Linked DNA regions of Oncorhynchus mykiss: region 2 is linked to region 1. The links are chromatin contacts, called in public Hi-C maps. All regions are on one chromosome and are shown on one strand. The core of a region is the stretch at or near the end of the contact, and the rest is flanking DNA. Distances in the headings are between cores, read along the strand shown. Region 1 holds the start of LOC110489575 (NADH dehydrogenase [ubiquinone] 1 beta subcomplex subunit 4). Region 2 holds the start of LOC110490906 (E3 ubiquitin-protein ligase MARCHF6).

Evidence for each region. Hi-C and Micro-C count contacts between places; a contact is called where the count stands out from the background.
Region 2: a Hi-C map of liver shows a contact between it and region 1, with 2.6 times the contacts expected there. The contact joins the promoter of LOC110490906 here to the promoter of LOC110489575 in region 1. A contact is called at or near these places in 2 of 3 Hi-C or Micro-C datasets (blood and liver).

Annotation. Positions count from the first base shown.
Region 1 is chr15:10,440,834-10,445,267 of USDA_OmykA_1.1, reverse strand. It overlaps LOC110489575 (NADH dehydrogenase [ubiquinone] 1 beta subcomplex subunit 4), which reads right to left and starts at 1,613. Exons shown (of 3, transcript XM_021562305.2): 1 at 1,237-1,613; 2 at 770-913. The coding sequence starts at 1,413. It overlaps LOC110489573 (proteasome maturation protein), which reads right to left. Exons shown (of 6, transcript XM_021562303.2): 4 at 4,409-4,434; 5 at 4,189-4,282; 6 at 3,894-4,099. The coding sequence ends at 4,032.
Region 2 is chr15:10,709,399-10,714,407 of USDA_OmykA_1.1, reverse strand. It overlaps LOC110490906 (E3 ubiquitin-protein ligase MARCHF6), which reads left to right and starts at 3,273. Exons shown (of 26, transcript XM_036943695.1): 1 at 3,273-3,643; 2 at 4,255-4,354. The coding sequence starts at 3,619. It overlaps cmbl (carboxymethylenebutenolidase homolog), which reads right to left and starts at 3,032. Exons shown (of 6, transcript XM_021562310.2): 1 at 2,911-3,032; 2 at 1,904-2,118; 3 at 1,680-1,787; 4 at 1,043-1,185; 5 at 481-572; 6 at 1-219. The coding sequence starts at 2,118. The coding sequence ends at 37. It overlaps trnat-agu (a tRNA gene), which reads right to left and starts at 2,994; the gene lies at 2,921-2,994.

The DNA of each region.
Region 1 (4,434 bases), core at 364-2,863:
TCACCTAAGCCAGGGTTTCCCAAACTCATTTCTGCTCTGGTTTTTGCCCTAGCACTACACAGCTGTTTTAAATAATCAAAGCTTGATAATGAGTTATTTGACTCAGCTGTGTAGTGCTTAGCTAAAACCAAAAAGACTGCGTTTGGGAAGCCCTGCTCTAAGCAACCTCTTGGTGGCGTGTTTATAACAGTGTGAGCCTCAGTACCCAGGTCTGTGACAGCTCTCTGATTCAGAGAGAGGATCTTAGTCTACATGGCACCACCATTGTTATGTCACAAAGAATGGTGGCGGAGTAGAAGATGAACTTCGAACACATGCTAGGCTTCGCCCTGACTTAAATATTTGGCAGAAATCTTGAAACTATTATGGAGTCAGACAAAGCTTCAAAGTGTGTTTGCTTCCAATAATGCAAAAATTATAATTTCACCATGTTGATGAGCTAAGATGAATTTACTGTCTCTGAGGGCTCATACTCCAATCACTTCTGTATTAGACAGCCAATGTGTCTGTTCAATGGATGACTTTAGTGGGCACAGTCTGGTGGCCCTGTACAAGTTTGCCTTCATAATATAGGTAGGAACACTTTCCTAATATTGAGTTGCTTACGGTTAAGTCATGTTAAAAAATAAAAAAAACCTAAGTGGTAGATCTCATTTTGTATTTTGACTCAGTGATCTTGACCACTGGTGTAAAGGCTAGGGTGTATTTGGAACAGACCCCTAATGTCAGGGAACAAGTAGGTTAAGGGTTGGTGTCATCTCATCCATACCCTGTCCGTCTTCAGAACGTAGTACAGGACGAAGAGGGGAACCACTCCAAAGAGCCCACCTAGCAGCGACGTCTTCTTGGTGGCTCTGAAGTGGTTGTAGGGGTTGGTGCGTGCATACACCCAGCGTGTCAAGGCAGGGTCTTCCTTGAAGCACAAAAAACAGCACGTCAATAATGATGGCCATTCTTTGAGAGTGGGTGCCAGTCTTATTGCAGTCAACTACTATCGTGGTAAAAACGGTTGAATTCAGAAACAGTCATGTTCCCCCAGAATACAATTAACTGAATACAACAATCCATCACAAATTCGTTTAAATAGCAAACTTATTCCGAAATAGTAACACCAAAGTCACATCAACAAAAGTAACGTTAGTTAGCAAACACCATCAATAGCATTACCTCTGGGTGAACTGTGGGTCTGACATTCGCAAGCTAGCTAGCGTTAGCATGTTAGCTCACTCTACTTACAATAAGCTCTTTTCTGTGCGGGTTGTTTAGCTGCATCTGATATTGTCTCTTCAGCTGGGCCCTTAAACCAGCCCTCTCCTCCTCGGCACGTCTCTGGTCCAGCGAAAGGTTGAAATATTCAGCTGGGTCCAACGTTTTTGGCCGAGTGGCCAAGGGCGCTTCGCGGTAGTCCGCCATGTTTGTGAGTAGAGACCAATGACCGTAGAGACAGACAACGAGATTAGATTACCACAAAGTATCGCGTTCTCTTCCAGCAGCGGAGTTTTCAATGGCAACACAAAGCATTCCACACGAATCTGGGGGGGTTAGTGGGGGTTGTCAAATTTTGAGTTGAACGTTTTTTTTCCAGAATTCCCAGTTGTCTTGAACTCACTGAAGTCAAGTTTTCGCAGTTACGAGTCAGCAATTGTTTTGAGCGTGGCACAAATCATGCTTCATTGACAGCATGGCCAATGTTGAATGTTTATCATTTTAAACTTGTTAGACACTTAATCCCAGATTTTGGACCACACGGCCCCTCCACTGAATGGCAGGCTAGTGATTGCTTTACAATGCTTGCAGTTAGCCACTTGTCACTGATTCCTTCCAAACCACTCATTGTTGAATTTGCAACTTGTTGTGTAATGTTTGTCCAATGGCCGATGAGCACCGATACATTTTATCTATAATTTCTCATTATTTCTCTTCATATGACAAGGATTAAAAAGGATTTGCCAGAAAATTGTCAACTTGATTCATGATGATTACTCCTAGCTAAGATTTTGAAAGTATGATGTTGACATGATCAGTCCAATCAAAGCTACTGCAGATATAACATAACAAGCCAGGCTGAAACACCTGCATTTTTGTAGATATAACATAACAAGCCAGGCTGAAACACCTGCATTTTTGTAGATATAACATAACAAGCCAGGCTGAAACACCTGCATTTTTGTAGATATAACATAACAAGCCAGGCTGAAACACCTGCATTTTTGTAGATATAACATAACAAGCCAGGCTGAAACACCTGCATTTTTGTAGATATAACATAACAAGCCAGGCTGAAACACCTGCATTTTTGGAGCTTATTTACTCAAGAAAGCAAAAAGAGACCATGTTTGTATGCAGCTTTATTAACTCAATTACTATTATTTTTTTGACATTGTTTGCAAATTGATACTGTATGTGACATGTATTAATGCCAAAATAACATGCAAAACAGGTAAGCCCCACCCGAAGTGGTCAATGACTTTCCACCCAACTTCCTTATCAGCATGGGCATGTCCAAAACGATGAACTGCTTTCAAACGGAGTGGAATGAGATGGTGCACAAATGTCTGTTTAATGCAGAGGATGTGGGGCTAGGTTCCAGATGTGTACACTCAAAAACATTTTATTACAGCGAGATGAAAAACAGAGGGAGAATAGACAAACAGCCTCAGCAGCGGGACAAGCTCCAAAAAGTCAGAGATTTCCACCGTCTCCAGTACAGGTGAGTGGGCCAGGAGAAGAAAAGACTGAAGATATTAGAAAGCTGAAGACACAAGGTAAGATGTGATGAATATCCTGCTCACCCTTTATGTATCAAGGCATTTTATATCCCTAATAGTAACTCAAACTACTAAATGTATGATCAAGTTACTGTTTACTTTTTTCACAATAAAACATCTCTTGGCCCACACCCTGCTTGTCAGCTACCTGGCTCTACACACAAGCAAACTAGTGGTTGCCTCAGCTGGTGACGACCAGCTCTGTAGGCTTCCTGAAGGAGAGCTGATTTGTAGAGGCCAGGGCACAGCGAGGGCTCTCTGGGGTTAACTTCCACCCTGACAGGGCTAAGCTAGGGGCCACTGGTGGGACTCCAGGTTCCAGATATGGGACCTTTCTGAGGGCCGCTGTGTGCTGACCCCAGAGAGCCACTAGGGGCTGCTCCTTCCATTCCGGTGGAGACTTTGTGGCCTCCTGCTCCCTTGATGACACAGTTTGTTAGGAAATAAATATTTCCTGTTCTTCTACCAAACTTGGCACACACATGCTGACTGTGTTGAGGTAATGTGTGCCATCATATTTGTAGACATGATGATTATCCATATTATAATGGTGTGGGACCTGCAGAGAGGTGCCGCTACAGTCACACTGGTTCTATCAACAGTGTAGTTCCTCCCCTAGCCTGCCCACCTCCTCGGCTGAAGACTGTCCTTGTGGGACACTCGAACCGCCATGTGCCTAGACATTCTACGGCTTCCGCAGCTCCATCAACCACATCTCACTCAGCTCCACTGGTGACCTCATCACGTACTACAATTCCCATGACTGTCATGCTGTGGGATGTCAGCAGACGTGTTCACTATGGAGACGGGGACGCAGCCTAGCAACTGGATGGCTTTCTGCCCCGTCGGGCCGGATGCTGGCAGTCGTTGGGGACGAGGTGAGGGTGGTAGATTGGACGTGACCGCAAGTGGCGTGTGTGCTGAAGCACGAGGACCTGGTGCAGTGTTTTTTTTGTACCACAAGGGGGGGACCAACAGTCAGGGGTACCTGACAGATGTGTGTGGTCGTAATGGATAAGATTCATAAGAGTTAAAAAAAAAGTTGCAATGCATATTATGCTTAAGTGTGTATTTCTATAAATTCAATGAACAGGCAAGCATACATCAAAAACACTAGCCCACACCTGTAATAGATCAACAACATGGTTGAGTTATAGGATTTATTAGAAACAAAGGAATCCAACGATACGAGAGTCTTGAGTGCTGTCTCATATAAGGAAGTGAACAGAGGGCAAACACAAACATCCGGGGGTCTGACGGCTCTCACATCAGGCCCAGCTTATACTCCATCATGATGTGGGGCTCACCCACCATCTCACTTTGGGATGGGTCTGCAGGAAGATGGACACAAAATAGTGCTAAGTTGACATTAGTTTAACTTCTTTCTGCTGCTGTCTCGTCTGTATACAGTGTCTCTTACCGTTGAGGATGTCCTCAAAGCTGATGCTCTCATCGTTCCCTTTGAGAGTGTCCAGGGCCAGGTGTGAGCTTTGCAGGAATGGAAGGCGCTGGATCTGAGAAGGGAGAGAGAGAGAAGGGACAGGGAAAGTGGTAAGGGATAAGTGGGAAAGTTGCTTATTTCATTTTCACCAACACTATTCTTTGTTTTCAATGAAGATCAGAGAGACATGTGTGTCTACCTGTCTGGCTGCCCTGTACTCCATCT
Region 2 (5,009 bases), core at 2,024-4,523, 270 kb before region 1:
GGACGGCAGATGATTGACAACTGCACTGTAGATATTCTACATGTATTTCTGCAACCAGTTGAGTATGTCTGTCCTGGCCTCCTGGATGCAGGGCTGGTCTGTGGTGTTGATGTCCTCTCTCTTCCGGTGAACAAAGCCATGAGTCTGACCTGGGAAGACCTTCACATGGTAGTCTACACCTGTACACTTCTCCTGCAGGTTCTTCTCCAGGACACTCACCTGGAAGGAAACAACAAGGAATGAATTAAATGGTCATAGGATGGTTGAAACACAACTCAAATCATTTGATTGGATGATACTAAATTGTGGTATAAGGCCAGTAACCGAATGAGATGCTGATGATGACGGTTAATTTCACTCAAGAGATGACTCTGGCTTGCAATAAATGGTGCTCAATATAGTTTTCAATATATGAATGATCTACATGGACTTTTTTCTTTAAAAAAATGTAGTACTGTGTAGTATTTAATAATACCACACCTGGTCCAGTGGGATGACGTCATCCTTCTCTCCGAAGATAAACAGCGTCGGGCTCTTCAGTTCATACCTGTCCTCCCTCTCTCTGATGATTCCTGCAGACACGCAGTCACATCCAAACAGCATAGCATTAGCATTACTAGCCTACTAGGCAAGCACAATGGTTGCGTTCCAGACCGACTACATTGCAGCTGTTGCACTGCATCAACCAATGGTTGTCTTTCATATTATCGAATGTGCAGTCGGGAATCAGGCTGCTAAATCATATATTTAAAAAAAAAATATAATAAATAAATAATAATAATTGTCCTTTAGCAGAGGCTCTTATCCAGAGTGACTTACAGTAGTGAGCGCAAACATTTTCATACCTTTTTCGTACTGCGGTACAATCGCCATGCTCTGCCAACTGAGCAACACGCGACCACATCATATGATGTGGTTAGCTACACCTCACGAGATCTGGCAGGCGTCTGCAATGTAATCAGCCTAGATTGCGACCGTTGGTAGACTACCTCATGGTTATTACTGTTTTCTGATTGGACAGGCCTCTGACCCCTACCCTTACCATAGACAGATACCCCTGCCCTGACCTCAGGGTACTGCAGAGCCAGGTAGTGGGTGGCCACTCCCCCCCAGCAGAAGCCCACTGCCCCAATACGCAGGGCTCCACACTGGCTCTTCAGAAACCTCAGGACTGCGTCCACCTCCCTGGACGGACAGACAGACAGCAGGGAGAGAGGGGAGGAAGGGGTTGGGTTACTAGGGGAGCACAGGGCACACACATTTCAGTTGTAAGTTAAGAGGGATAAAGTTATTTTCTAATAAAGTTATATTCTATTGACAGAATATAAGACTAACGAGTCTGGCTTCGTGATGGTACCCTCTGCTGGCCAACAGTGGATGTGTGCTGATAGAGATTAATACTGTATACAGATGTGAGATTATGGAGTGAAGACTGGCTCTCTGAGACTACTTTCTGGCCAATGGAATGGCGTCTGGCTTTCTGCGACAACTCTCTGGCATAAGGGAGTGGAGTCTGCTTTCTGAGACTACTCTCTGGCATAAGGGAGTGGAGTCTGCTTTCTGAGACTACTCTCTGGCATAATGGAGTGGAGTCTGCTTTCTGAGACTACTCTCTGGCATAATGGAGTGGAGTCTGCTTTCTGAGACTACTCTCTGGCCAATGGGAATGTTTGCATTACTTGTTGATATTGGTGGGCTTCTTGTCCTCCAGCCACTGCTGAAAGGTAGACCAATCTTGTGATGGACTCCATGGCTCCTTTCCAACGTAGAAGTCAGGACACACTGCACTGAGGGGAGATAGACAGCCAGCATGACAATACTGGTAATACTTGTACTGTAATTCGCCAGTAAATGCCAGGTATACAGTAAGTAGCAACATTGTTAAGTATGCATTGTTACGTACGTGTATCCATTGGAGGCCAGCATGTCAGCCATGTATCTGGTGTTGGGTAGCTGCCAGCCATAGATGTCCTGGATGATGATGACGGCCTTGTCTGAATCAGAGGGAGGCTTCACCAGGTAGGCCTTGATGTGTTCTATCTGGACCTCCTGGCCAACACCTCCATACTCCATCATGTATCCCATGTCACATGGACACGGCTTCGCCTCATTGGCCATCTGGAAAGAGATAACATCGAGAATCACCCACATAGCCATACAAACACATACTGGTACACTGAAACACATGGGTTGTATTCATCGATACAGGGATACGGAATCCTTTGACATAAGTAGGTAATTATTATAAAAATGTTCCCACTCATTGCGGAGTGCGTCACGCTGACTCTGCTCTAGAGGGCAACATAGCCTACAAGCCTCAGTTATTTCCACATACAATGGAAAGGCCATAAAATCGTCAAGACTCCAGGCACCCAAGTCATAGACTGTTCTCTCTGCTACCGCACGGCAAGCGGTACCGGAGCACCAAGTCTAGGACCAAAAGGCTCCTTAACAGCTTCTACCCCCCCAAGACATAAGACTGCTGAACAACTAATCAAATGGCCACCGGACTATTTACATTGACCCCCCCTCTCTCCATTTGTTTTGTACACTGCTGCTACTCGCTGTTTATTATATATGCATAGTCACTTCACCCCTACCTACATGTACAAATTACCTCAACTAACCGGTACCCCCGCGCACTGACTCTAAAAAATAGTATATTTCTCCCCTTCCCGTTAGAGTTTAGTTTTCTTCCGCGGTGGAAAAGTGAAAAATATGTGAATGGCTGACTAGAAGGAACGCCCTCTTCGACGGCGTGAGCGTCGTTCCCAGTCCGAAGTTCAAACCCACCAAAATGGATCATTTTATAATCTGCATTTTGAGTGTAGAAAATGTAAACGTGTAATAATCATTCAATTCGCCTTAGCCGAGTTGTAACTGGGACAATTTCGAACTGTACAAACCTACCGTCTCAAAAAGGCACTGCTGAGATTCGAACTCAGGATCTCCTGTTTACTAGACAGGCGCTTTAACCAACTAAGCCACAGCGCCACTGATGCCATGTGCGTTAGAGATATTAACAATTCTTGACCTGGCTTTGGTAATGTGAGAATTTGTTGTAAAGTCAGCTGTGTGCAGTTTGCAATTACATTCCGAGATGAACAGTAAATACCATAACGGGTTAACGCGGTGGTGCAGGCATCAATTTAAAGAAATGGGATTCAGTCACAGATATATCGGTATGATGTAGTACCGGCTAAATACCGCAGGATGTCACTATCTACACGGGCCAGAAACCACAAAATGGTACCATGTGACGCAGATTCCGGATGACCGCTGACGGAAAACGGCGCACACTGTCGCAAGGTATCACTTGTGTCGGGTACATTTCTTATTCGTCGCCTCTATCGTGTTGAATTTGCAAGGAAAAGGTCTGCTAGCGATCTCGGTTTGACAATCGCTACCGGTCCAACATACATGGTCCGAGCGTGTCACGAAACAGGAGGGATTCTGGTGTTCAAAGTGGACACCATTTTATGATAGTCAATGTATCGGACTTCAAGGATAGTCTGATCCAGATCGGCTAAAAACAGTGCCGTTCGCGTTGTGGATGGGTGTGCGATAGCAAACTAACGTTACTGTATAACTCCAAAAAAGAGGGGCAGAGCCTCATCTATGAAGATGGACATTGCAGATGAAGGTACATTTTTTTATTTTTTTACAGTCCACTAACGTTGGCTAGCTAAGTTAGCTTAGTGAAACTAGCCAGTTACTCTGTACTCGGTCTCCAAGGCAAAGGTGGTCTCCAACTAACGTTACCTTTCCAACGTCTGTTTTCAGCACATTTTCCGTACACTGACACCCACACAGTGACACCAGTTAGGGCCTGGCTAGAAGCAATCGATCATCAATGAGCTACCAGTAGCTAGCTAGACCGGGGCTAATTAGTTATATAACCTAGCACATTTCCCCAGTACAGATAATTGATGCGGCTGCTAACACTGGCATGTTAGTTGGTTAAGCTAACGTAATGTAGCTAGCTACAGTAGCGAGGTAATCAATGAAACGTAGCTAACTCCATAGCAAGCTAGCTATTTATTAGCTGATGTCTGCTCTCATGGCTGGTGTTACCATTTATCTTGTCAGTGTAAAGCTAACTACAATATTGTTTGATTAAGCACTGGGACAATTCATTAGGTAGCTTCAAATCGATTGCTACTACAGAAGGCTGTTCTTCCTATGTGTAGGCGGTGTGTGTGTGTCGTCTTGTCTGTCTCTCTGAACCAATGGACAAACATCTTCTCTGTGTAGGGGATATATGTCGCGTGTGTCGTTCAGAGGGGACCCCAGACAAACCCTTGTACCACCCCTGTGTCTGTACTGGCAGCATCAAGTTCATCCACCAGGAATGGTGAGTGTCTCTCTCTCTCTCTACCTCTCTACCTCTCTGTCTCTCTCTACCTCTCTACCTCTCTGTCTACCTCTCTACCTCTCTGTCTCTCTCTCTCTCTGTCTCTCTCTCTCTCTCTCTGTCTCTCTCTCTCTCTGTGTCTCTCTCTCTGTCTGTCTGTCTGTGTCTCTCTCTCTCTACCTGACTCAATCACTGTCAACTCCTGTCCTGATGAATGATTGACACGGCTTGGGAACATGCAGTCATCAGGAACAATTACAAACATTGTCATTGAATTCCAACCTCAAGATTGTTTTACACTTAAGTGCACTTACTATCAGGAGTCAACTATATACTGTTTTTTTATTATTTTTACCCATACTGTATTATATACTGTACCAGTATTTATAATCAAACTATAGCCTAGCCCCCACACCAGCTTCCAGTACTAGCCATAGAGAGACCTACTTACTCCTCTGATATAATGGCCATAGGAGAATCACATTTGACTCAGTAGGATGAGGTAATGTTGATATAGACACAGCATAGGGCCTCGCTATTGCCTAAGACAGTCCTGAGGCCATTATGTTGACGCGTGTCCCAAGTGATCATCCCACTTATGTTGCTGCAATCACAGCTGTTTTCTCTGCCATGTGGATCTAACAAAGGAAAAACA